Regions from separate parts of the Ovis aries genome. Here region 2 is linked to region 1. Evidence: chromatin contacts called from public Hi-C data. All regions are on one chromosome and are shown on one strand. The core of a region is the stretch at or near the end of the contact, and the rest is flanking DNA. Distances in the headings are between cores, read along the strand shown. Region 1 holds the start of IRS2 (insulin receptor substrate 2). Region 2 has its middle 140 kb from the start of COL4A1.

Region 1 (5,608 bases), core at 1,899-4,398:
TCATCCAGGCTCTAGCTGGCGACAGGCCACGCAAGCAGCACCCAGCCCTGCACAGGGGACAGGTTGGCAGATGTTAGTAGCTGACTCTTGCTGGAGAACAGTTGGAAAAATCACAAGGTGTCAAACAAGCTTTAAATAAATAAATAGCTTATTTGGCAATGGAAAGGGAGAAAGACAACCAGTTCCTTCCTTGAGGAAGACTGGGCTGTTTCTAATTACAGAGTTCCTTTCTGCTGGTTTCACGGGCTGACTTCTTAATGAGAAGGGAAATTGTACTCCCACACTTGCAGCTAGAGGTTCTAGGGCTTCAGAATGACAATCAGTTTGCAGTTTTGCTGCAGCTCTGTGATCCTAGAGTATGAGAACACCACTGATAGAGAAGATAAATTCTTCACCCTGGCTTGTCTGTACCTAACCAGGGACCGACTGACTAGTACACGGGGGGTGTCAGCTGCCAGCACAGAACTTCTGACACCATTAGTGGAACGCTGGTATTGAACACCCACTGGAACAGCTTTAAGGAGGGGGGAAAAAAACAAAACCCAAGATGGTCTTGTTGACATCCAAAGGGCACAGCAACTAAATATTCAATGAGTATTTGAAAACTTATTTTGTTTGAAAAGCCAAAATCAAGCGGAAAAATCCTTTCTTTGAATAAATTATTATGGCATGATGCTAGAAAGAGGTTACCCCACAATCACCCTCTGCTTGCTAGGGTTACTGAACATTTAGGCAGGTCGGTTTACTGGAAATGATCACACAGACAACGAAATTGGGCCACACGGTCTTGAAGCTCCCAGATGAGAAGCCCCATCAACTGTCCTTGCTGGGTGGACAACTTGCTAGGCAACATCGGTTACCATAAAAAGAACAGCAAGATCTAAAAGTAATAGAACACACACAATCATACACACACACAAATATGTCCATACACACCCATGCCCACACAGAAACGCGCAGGCATACACACACACACACACACACACACACACACACTCCACCACTCCTAGAAGTATTATTTTGTAAGGCATGGTTTGTTTAAAATGAAGGATAGACTTTGAACACACCTCTTTGGGGCAAATTCTGATGATTTTTGTGTCATTGATCCGTCTTCTGTTTATGTTATTCATCAGTAACCATAATTTATATAATTTATAATTTATATAGCAACTAACAAAACTACTACGATCTTTCGGTAAGTAGGGATCTCTCGGCCCTTAATATTAACTAGCACAATTTTCAGGTCACTTTCTTACAAACATGTTAAAACAGTTATCAGTCTTTCAAAAATTACAATCTTAAATTATTTTTCTTCAATGTAAGACTTCCATGACATTGGAAACGAAGACTTTTGTAAGGTATAGATGGCATTCAAAGGCAAACTTCCAGGAGTTAAAAAAAATTTTTTTGTTTCAAATCATTTCATGAAGACGCAATTAAAAACAAACCAAAAAACCCGACCAAGGCTTGTGTCTATAGCCTTTTTCGTTTCCGCAGGATTCGTAGCCTGCTCGGATCTGAACTCGGGCACTCCCACCCTCAACAGCAGCCCTCACAGTCATTTAGGAGACGCGTTATATGGTGGGTCCTAATTTGTAATCGACTTTGAAAGTCACAGACGCCACGTAGATGGAAATATCTGAAGCATCCAAGGGGATCTTTCACGCAGCACCCGCTGCGGGCGCGTAGGTCCGGAGACGCCCACTCCCGCGCCTCGGCGCGCGGGGCCGGGGGTCGGCGGGGTGCTGGCCGGCCGCGGGGACCCGGCTCGGCTCGCCGGAGCCCGCCCTCTTCCCGGCACGATGGATACTGCAGTCTTCTCCGCCTGCTCGCCCTCCCCTTTCTCCTGTTACATCTAAACAGACGATTTCAACTTCCCGAGAACATGCAAGTGAATGGCGCTGATGACGCCCCGGAAAGGGCCCACGATCGGGTGCGGGGGAAGGGCAGCCCTGAGCGGCGGGACCCCGGGAGCGCCTGGGGCCCGCGCGGCCCGGGGCTGGGGGCGCCCCCATCCGCGCCCCTTGCCGACCACGGCTCCCCTTCCAGGAAGGGGCTAGAAGCTGCTATCGATCCTGAGCTCACCGGTGACTAATGGGATGCTTGTAAACAAGCCGCGGGCCGGGCACCAAGGGAACCACCCTGGCGCGAACCCGCAGAGGCGGGGGTGGTGGTGGTGGGGACGCGCGCCCACCCCCAGCCCGGGCGCCGGATCCGCGCGCCGAAGTGTGTGCTGCGGGCGGAGGGAATTTCGAGGGGGGCAGCCGAGTTCACTGCCTCCTCCAGGCCCCAGCCAGTGCGGCGGCGGCGAGGCGGTGCGGGGCCCGGGGGTTGGGGGGGTGCCACCGCCCCCTCCCAAGCCCCGAGCCTGGGCTGGCGGTCTTGCCCCTTGATCTCGGTCGGCCCCCGCCCCCTGCAGCGCCCCCTCCCCGGCGGAAGCTCCGAGCCCAATTAATTGAGTCAAAGGCGGGAGGGCCGGGCCCTGCGCGCGGCGGCCGGCGCCCGCCCCTCCCGCGCGCCCCTTTTCCCGCCCTGGGTGGCATCTCCTCCGCGGGCCTCCGCAACGAGCCTCTGATTAATGAGGCCCGGCCGCCCCCGCCCCGCCGCGCCCCGCCCCGCCCCGGCCCGGGCCCCCCGCGGGAGGGGGCGGGGGAGGGGACGGCGGGAAACGCGGCCCCGGGAGAAAGGGGGGCGGGGTGGGGACGCGCGGCCCGCCCTCCCCGCGGCCCGCGCCCATTGGCCGCGCGCGCCGTCCGTCGGGGGGCGCGGCGCCAATGCGGGCGGCGGGGCGGGGCGGCCGCGCCGTGTGTGCCTGCGTAACGGCGAGTCACATGTTGTTTTGCTCTTCTTAGTTCAGTCACTCGGTGCGCGATGTGTTACTCACTGTGCGGCGGGGACCGCGACGAGCCCGGGTCGCCGTTGGCAGCGGCAGTAGCAGCGGCGGCAGCGGCAGCGGCAGCCCCGGCGGCGGCGGCGCGGACCCCGAGTCCCCGGGCACACCCCGGCACCCCGGAGCGCAGCGCGGCGGCGGGACCCATTCGGCCGCGCGCGCCGTAGGCTCGGCCCCGCGGCTCGGGGACCCCGACTCTCGGCCCAGCCAGCGAGTCCCCCAGGCGCCGCCCGAGAGCCCGGGAGGCAGCGGCCGCGGGCAAGCCGGGCCGCGGGGAAGGAGGGGGGGCGGCAGCCACCGCCCGCGCCGGGCACCTTCTGGGGCCCCGGATCGCGGAGGGCGCTGCGCCACCGCACGGGTGCCTGCCCCCGCGGGGCCTCCCGTGCCCAACCTTCCCCACCTCCTGGGCCCGAGGGACGCGGGCTCCGGCGCGCGAGCAGGGGGTGGTGGGGAGCCGCCCGCGCCCCCCTGCACTCCGCCCCCCCCCCGACCCCCAGCCCCGCCCCCGGCCCCTCCAAGCCGGGCCGGGCCGCGCGGCCTGAAGCGCCCGCGATGGCGAGCCCGCCGGAGCACGGGCCCCCCGGGCCGGCGGGCGGGGACGGCCCCAACCTCAACAACAACAACAACAACAACAACCACAGCGTGCGCAAGTGCGGCTACCTGCGCAAGCAGAAGCACGGCCACAAGCGCTTCTTCGTGCTGCGCGGGCCCGGCGCGGGCGGCGACGAGGCGGGCGGGGGCCCGGCGCCGCAGCCGCCGCGGCTCGAGTACTACGAGAGCGAGAAGAAGTGGCGGAGCAAGGCGGGCGCCCCGAAGCGGGTCATCGCGCTCGACTGCTGCCTGAACATCAACAAGCGCGCCGACGCCAAGCACAAGTACCTGATCGCCCTCTACACCAAGGACGAGTACTTCGCCGTGGCAGCCGAGAACGAGCAGGAGCAGGAGGGCTGGTACCGCGCGCTCACCGACCTGGTCAGCGAGGGCCGCGCGGGCGCCGGCGACGCGCCCCCCGCCGCCGCCGCCACCTCCGGGTCCTGCAGCGCCTCCCTGCCCGGCGCCCTGGGCGGCTCGGCGGGCGCCGCCGCGGCCGATGACAGCTACGGGCTGGTGGCGCCCGCCACGGCCGCCTACCGCGAGGTGTGGCAGGTAAACCTGAAGCCCAAGGGCCTGGGCCAGAGCAAGAACCTGACGGGCGTGTACCGCCTGTGCCTGTCGGCGCGCACCATCGGCTTCGTGAAGCTGAACTGCGAGCAGCCGTCGGTGACGCTGCAGCTCATGAGCATCCGCCGCTGCGGCCACTCGGACAGCTTCTTCTTCATCGAGGTGGGCCGCTCGGCCGTGACGGGCCCCGGCGAGCTGTGGATGCAGGCGGACGACTCGGTGGTGGCGCAGAACATCCACGAGACCATCCTGGAGGCCATGAAGGCGCTCAAGGAGCTCTTCGAGTTCCGGCCGCGCAGCAAGAGCCAGTCGTCCGGCTCGTCGGCCACGCACCCCATCAGCGTGCCCGGTGCGCGCCGCCACCACCACTTGGTCAACCTGCCCCCGAGCCAGACGGGGCTGGTGCGCCGCTCGCGCACCGACAGCCTGGCCGCCACCCCGCCCGCCGCCAAGTGCAGCGCGTGCCGGGTGCGCACAGCCAGCGAGGGCGACGGCGGCGCCGCGGCGGGGGCGGCGGCGGGGGCCGGGGCGGCGGCGGGCAGCCCCCTGAGCCCGGGCCCGGTGCGCGCGCCCCTGAGCCGCTCGCACACGCTGAGCGGCGGCCGCGCGGGCAAGGCGGCGCTGGCGCCGGCAGGGGGCGGCCTGCAGCACAGCCGCTCCATGTCCATGCCCGTGGCGCACTCGCCCCCGGCGGCTACCAGCCCCGGCAGCCTGTCGTCCAGCAGCGGGCACGGCTCGGGCTCCTACCCGCCGCCCCCCGGCCCGCACCCGCACCTGCAGCACCCCCTGCACCCCCAGCGCCCCTCCAGCGGCAGCGCCTCGGCCTCGGGCTCCCCCAGCGACCCCGGCTTCATGTCCTTGGACGAGTATGGCTCCAGCCCCGGGGACCTGAGGGTCTACTGCGGCCACCGGAGCAACACGCCCGAGTCCATCGCTGAGACGCCCCCGGCGCGGGACGGCAGCGCGGGCGAGCTGTACGGCTACATGACCATGGAGCGGCCGCTGAGCCACTGCGGCGGCCGCGCCTACCGCAGGGTCTCCGGGGACGGCGCCCCAGACTTGGACCGAGGGCTGAGAAAGCGGACTTACTCGCTGACCACGCCTGCCCGGCAGCGGCCCGCGCCCCAGCCGTCCTCCGCGTCCCTGGATGAGTACACCTTGATGCGGGCCACCTTCTCGGGCAGTTCCGGCCGCCTGTGCCCATCCTGCCCCGCGTCTTCTCCCAAAGTGGCCTACCACCCGTACCCTGAGGACTACGGCGACATCGAGATCGGCTCGCACCGCAGCTCCAGCAGCAACCTGGGCACGGACGACGGCTACGTGCCCATGACCCCCGGCGTGGCCCCCCTGCGGACGGGCGGCGGGAGCTGCAGGGGCGACGACTACATGCCCATGAGCCCCACCAGCGTGTCGGCCCCGAAGCAGATCTTGCAGCCGCGGCCCGCACCCGCCGCCTTGCCCCCTGCGGGGGCCGCGGGGCCCACGCCCGCGTCGGCGGCCGGCAGAGCTTTCCCGGGCACTGCGGGCGGCTACAAGACCGGCTCCCCGGCCGAGAGC
Region 2 (5,608 bases), core at 1,530-4,029, 200 kb before region 1:
TCCCAGGAGAACTCTATCTCTACTCACTCACGCGCTCCGTGTTTCTGAAAACACAGACAAGATAAAAACTATACTTTTATTTCCCCCTTTTTCAAGATGAGCGTTTTCACGGTGTGCACACTTCTGAACGTGGCTTCTTTCGTTAACTGGTTTATTACCGTTGACTCCAGCATGGTGGTCTGCAAGCGCTCCTGCACAGAGAACCTCCCCCGTCTTCCTTAAGCTGCACGCACTGCGGCAAGGATGCATCCCACTCATTTTAAAGTGAAAGTGCCAGTCACTCAGTCGGGTCTGACTGTTTGCGACCCCGTGGGCTGTAGCTGCCAGGCTCCTCTGTCCATGGGATGCTCCAGGCAAGAATCCTGGAGGGGGTTGCCATGGCCTCCTCCAGAGGATGTTTCTGACCCTGCATGGTAGCATGCTTCCTGGAAGCCCCTGCTCATTCTGACTTGTCCCCATCTGTGGACTTAGGGGTTGTTTTCCTAACATTCACTGTCACCAGCGAGCCTGCTGTAAACTACCCTGGCAGGCACGTCTGCAGAGTAACTGCCTAGAAATTGGTTTCTGGTCACAGGGCGTTAGCATTTGAAATTCTGACCAACGTTGTGAATTTTCCCTTCACGTCCAGACTGATGTGCGCACCAGCGAAACTCAAGATGCCACTCAGCCTCCATAACAGCATGGACAAGGAAGCTTTCTAGAAATGTCTAGAGGCAAAAGATGTCTGGTTTCGTTTGTCCTGTTACGAGGTTACAAGCGAGGCTGAGCACTTTCCAATACGTAAGGATCCTTTGATTTTTTTTCCTTTGTCTCGAAACGATGAATCGTGTCATTTGTGTGAAGACAGCGAAACAGCCCTACCAAGAGACCAGCCAGCAGCCGTGGAAATGAAGGGTCCCCCAGCGCGCTTCCGCCGCGAGCCGAGAGCAGCCTGGCTAATCGCGCCTTCTGTTCTCTGTGCTTTCTGACGCTTCGCATCTGGGAACTGGCCGGTGCTGGAGGCACTGCCCTTCCCAGGGCCGGGCGACTCCTAGAGACAGCAAACGCCTTGGTCTGTTTCAGCTGCTTCGGCACAACGTCACAGACAGGGCGGCTTATGAACCACAGAAATCGATTCCTCACAGGTCCGGAGGCTGAAGTCCAAGATCAAGGAGCCGGCAGACGAGCGATGCCTGCTTGGACCCTCCCTGTCCAGTCCTTGTGGCTGGTCAGACCCACACGACATCCCAGACCCTGCAGCCTTAGACTGGAACTTCGAACGGGACACGGAGAGCGCGTGAGTTACTTTATTTGCTCCTATCTAAAGCATTCTGTTTCATCACTGCCATCCGAAGAAGAATTTATATTGAGAAGGGTCTGTTTCTCACTGTATTTTCCATCTGTTTGCAGAGTCCAGACACCTTTACTCCTTCTCTTCCCTCTGTGTGTCTGCGTTTTTAAAAAATATTTATTCGCTGCATCAGGCCTTAGCTGTGGCAGGCGGGGTCTTCATTGCATGTGTGACCCCATGGGCTGCAGCCCGCCGGGCTTCTCTGTCCGTGGGATCCTCCAGGCAAGAATAGTGAGTGGAGTGGGTTGCCATTCCCTTCTCCAGGGGATCTTCCCGACCCAGGGATTGAACCTATGTCCCCTGCATTGGGAGGCAGATTCTTTAGCACTGAGCCACCTGCGAAGCCCATAAATGTGCATAGCACAGCTAAATATATATATATATATATATCCATGGAGCGTGAGGACATATATATTAAAGTGATCTATGATGATCTTTCCTTTATTTATTTCTGCCCTGAGAAATATGGAATCTGACTTCCCTGACCAGAGATCAAACCCATGCCCCTGTGTTGGAAGCACGCAGAGTCTTAACCCCTGGACCGACAGGAAAGTACCGAGTCTTGCTACGCGTTCAGGTCACGGCATCTGGAGGTATAACCCTGAAAACCATTAATGACGTCCTAAAACCTGTCCTATAGCAGACAAGGAAAAAAAAACAGAACAACCTGAACAAACTGTTTTAAACAGAGAAGAATAGTAATGAGCCGTTAAATGACGTCGTAAGCACGCTCTGAGGATGTGGGGAAAAGTATGCTTTCAGAATCCATTATATTTAAAGATGATGCAGTGCAGTCTTCTTGGAATTGAAGAAAAGTAGAAAGTGGACTAGTAACTCCGGAGGTGGGGAACTTGTCTCCCAGGCAGGCCGAGCCCGGGACCCGAGGGCACCCAGACCTGGGGGAAGGCACTTGGTGTGTCTCCTTATTCCCATAAAAGGCTCCAGTAGTTTCCATGTGTATCTGTGGGGCGTGAGGAAGTCACATGGCAGCTTCAGACCAAACAACACAAGAAAGTGTCAGACATTCAGGGGAGCTGCTCGATTCTTGATGACAAGGGCTGTCTCTGCAAGGGCCTGATCTCCAGGGAGGTCAGCGGGGATGCCCACGGGGAAGGAGCCTGGAACGTGGGCCTTGCCGTCTGATGCTGGACCCAACAGGGCCCTCCTGGCCCCTCAGATCCAGCAGGGGCCCGCTTACAGAGGGGCTTCAGAGGGTGGGCGCTCTCGGCTGCCACTGACCCCTGCCTACCCCATGTGTTCTTCCTTGTCTAAGTCCAGAGGCTGAACACCCAGGACCGGAGCCAGCCGACCATCCGCCGGGTCCGACCGAGATGCTCCCAGGAGGCCGTTATTCTCCGAGACGGGCACGAGGGGGCAGCACAGCCCGCGTCAAGCAGCCCCCACTCCTCGCAAACACGCCCTGTCCCAGGAGGGCGGCTCTGCAGAGGCCCGGCCAGGCCCTGCCTGCCCGGACGCTCAGGCCTCCTGCCCTGCCCCCTGCCTTCCAGCGCATGCTCACACATGCACGCGCGCGCGCGCACACACACACACCCTCACACACGCACACACCGTGCACGCACACACATGTAAATACACTGGCTGCTGGGGTCCACGTGCTTGCAACCTCCACACTTTCCTATGTGGAACTCCTCCCCCACACATGCCGGTGTCTGGAGGGGGTTCCAGCTCAGCTACAATCTCTCAGAGACCCTCGGAGGCCTGGCATTGCTCCAGGAGGGGTGAAGGACCCTGAGGGTGGTGGGGGGCGGCCGCCAGGCTTCCTCAGGGGCCAGCTGCCAGTCTCCAGAGGCTGACCCAAGACCCAGGTGCCACGGCAGACCCTTACCTCAGGGCACCCAGCGTTTTATCCTCCCAAAGTGTGGTCAGCAATCCAGCCCAGCCTCTCTGAGCCCTGTGATATAGAGACGGTCCTGAGTCAGGGCGGCCTCTTGGAGACGTCCTGCGGTCCCGAGGATGGAGCCTCATCACCGGGTAAAGTGGGCCCTGTGTGACCCCAGGACTCACACGCAGGACTCGCATCCACCCTCTGCACCTCGGCCCCTGTCCTGGAGTTAAACATGTGGCATCTAAGAGGTGCAGACAAGCTGCACGCTGTGGAGTCTAATCTCATCGTGACCGCAAGCTCGGCCAGCCCTGGGAGAGGGCACCGTCTGAGGTTTCCCAGCCATATTGTGGGGCGAGATTGTCCTAAAAGAAACTGAGTGTCAAGACTGCTGCTGACAGTGGTTGGTGTTTTCCACCTTGGACATCATGAAAAAGATGGGAGGGAACATGCCCAGAAGGTGTGCCACGTGCCTGGGAAGCCGTGTGGCACTGGGGGCACCCTCTGAGCAGGGACAGGTGCGGCAGGGCGCCTTGAGATGCGAGAGCTCCCAGTGGGCTGCAGTGGGCGGTGGGCTGGCCCGCTCTTCCCCAGGGGCCTGTCTGCCCGCTCACCTTGGCAGGGACAGGGTAGGGAAGTCTGAGATGCAAGTCATGGTCCCGGCACATTCAGAAAAGAGAGGACACCAACTCTCTCGGAAGCAAATCGATGGCTTAATTCAGTGGTTCGCAGAGTTCAGGCCCCAGACCAGCAGCAAGAGCAGCCCTGGGGACCTTGTTACAGACACAGACCATAGGGCCCTAGCCCAGACCTTCCAGCCCAGCAACCCTGAAGAGCTGAGAGCGGATATCCATGTGTGACGGGCCTTTCACGTGGGGAAGACGCACAGTCAAGTGTGAGCACCCTGGGTTTACTTTAATAGCAACCTGGAGGTGTGACTGTGTGTTCATACTAAAGGGGTTAAAGATAAAGTTGTCTTTTATCCAGTGACTCCCTTCCTAGGAATGGACTTTCTTTTATGCATTTATTTTTATTTTTAATTAGGGTGTAATTACTTTACCATATTGTGATGGCTTTTGCCACACATCAACATGAGTTGCCTGTCGGAATACACATGTCCCCTTCCTCCTGAACCTCCATCCCGCCTCCCTTCCCTATCCCATCCCTCTAGCTTGTCTCAGAGTGTGGACACACTCCTGCAAGTGTGTGGTGAGGCAGACACAAGTTCTGGACAAGATGGAGACACTGGAGGGTGGTCTGGTGAGCTCAGGGAGCACGCACACGCGGTGAACACCTAAGACTTCTCGTGAGGCGATGGCTGTGCAGACGCCGGTCCACGAAGGTGCCTGAGTCCCAGTGGTAAAGGGAGAGCCTCCTGCCCATCCGTCCTCAGGCCACAGCCCTGCCGTGCGTGCTGTTGGCAGTGACATGCACACACAAACACGTTAGATAATCTGTGCTTGGAAAGTGCACAGCATGAGCATGTACACATTTAATAATCTTAGAACTAGCCAGTGGCAAGAAATAAAAACCAAAAAATGAGGCAGGGGGAGCCCAGGAGTTTCTCTGGGCTCTGCTGTTTCTCCCTGACCCACATGCTGGACGGTTACTACCCTGCTCCTCAGCAGACCGGTGCAGAGCTCATTTCCTCTGTCTGTCTGTCTTCCACGGATACCGAGATATGAGGTTGCATCATGCGTGAAGATACACAGCAGCCTCATAACCTTTATTTCCAGACTAAATAGTCTAATCTCATTGCCTAATTTCTCCTCAGAAACCCTTAGTCATCTTCGGGGTTCTTCTGTGAAACTGCCTAGAGCTGGGCTGATCTGGAGATGCCAGGATAAGGCAAAATCAATTTCACCAGATAAGAGAATTTTGCTAGGGTTGTTATGAGTCTGTGGCTAATCATGATTGCAACACCGGGGGTCCTCACTGGCTGAGAGTGATATTCGGCTGATAGATACTAGAGAAGTAGATTTTAAAACGTGGCATGAATGAAGGGATGTGAAAAATTAAGTAGACGAATAGAATTGATGCTTTTGAATTGTCATGCTGAAGACTCTTGAGAGTCCCTCGGACTGTAAGGAGATCAAACCAGTCAATCCTAAAGGGAATTAACCTTGAAAGAAATCTGTAGGCAGGTCGGGAAGCAACAGTTAGAACTGGACATGGAACAACAGACTGGTTCCAAATAGGAAAAGGAGTACGTCAAGGCTGTATGTTGTCACCCTGCTTATTTAACTTCTATGCAGAGTAGATCGTGAGAAATGCTGGACTGGAAGAAACACAAGCTGGAATCAAGATTGCCAGGAGAAATATCAATAACCTCAGATACGCAGATGATACCTTATGGCAGAAAGTGAAGAGGAGCTAAAAACCCTCTTGATGAAAGTGAAAGTGGAGAGTGAAAAAGTTGGCTTAAAACTCAACAT

The links. Hi-C and Micro-C count contacts between places; a contact is called where the count stands out from the background.
Region 2: a Hi-C map of skin fibroblasts shows a contact between it and region 1, with 2.7 times the contacts expected there. The contact joins the enhancer-like site here to the promoter of IRS2 in region 1. A contact is called at or near these places in 3 of 16 Hi-C or Micro-C datasets (hypothalamus, skin fibroblasts and tail adipose tissue).

The regions. Positions count from the first base shown.
Region 1 is chr10:84,031,762-84,037,369 of ARS-UI_Ramb_v3.0, reverse strand. IRS2 (insulin receptor substrate 2) reads left to right here and starts at 3,148. Exons shown (of 2, transcript XM_027973785.3): 1 at 3,148-5,608. The coding sequence starts at 3,443.
Region 2 is chr10:84,227,317-84,232,924 of ARS-UI_Ramb_v3.0, reverse strand. No RefSeq gene overlaps it. Among named protein-coding and RNA genes, the nearest start is that of COL4A1, 140 kb to the left of the region's middle. Within about 2 kb of position 2,779, at least 16 of the 54 cell types and tissues checked have an H3K27ac peak or open chromatin away from gene starts, as enhancers often do. A contact at or near this core is called in hypothalamus, where this site is marked.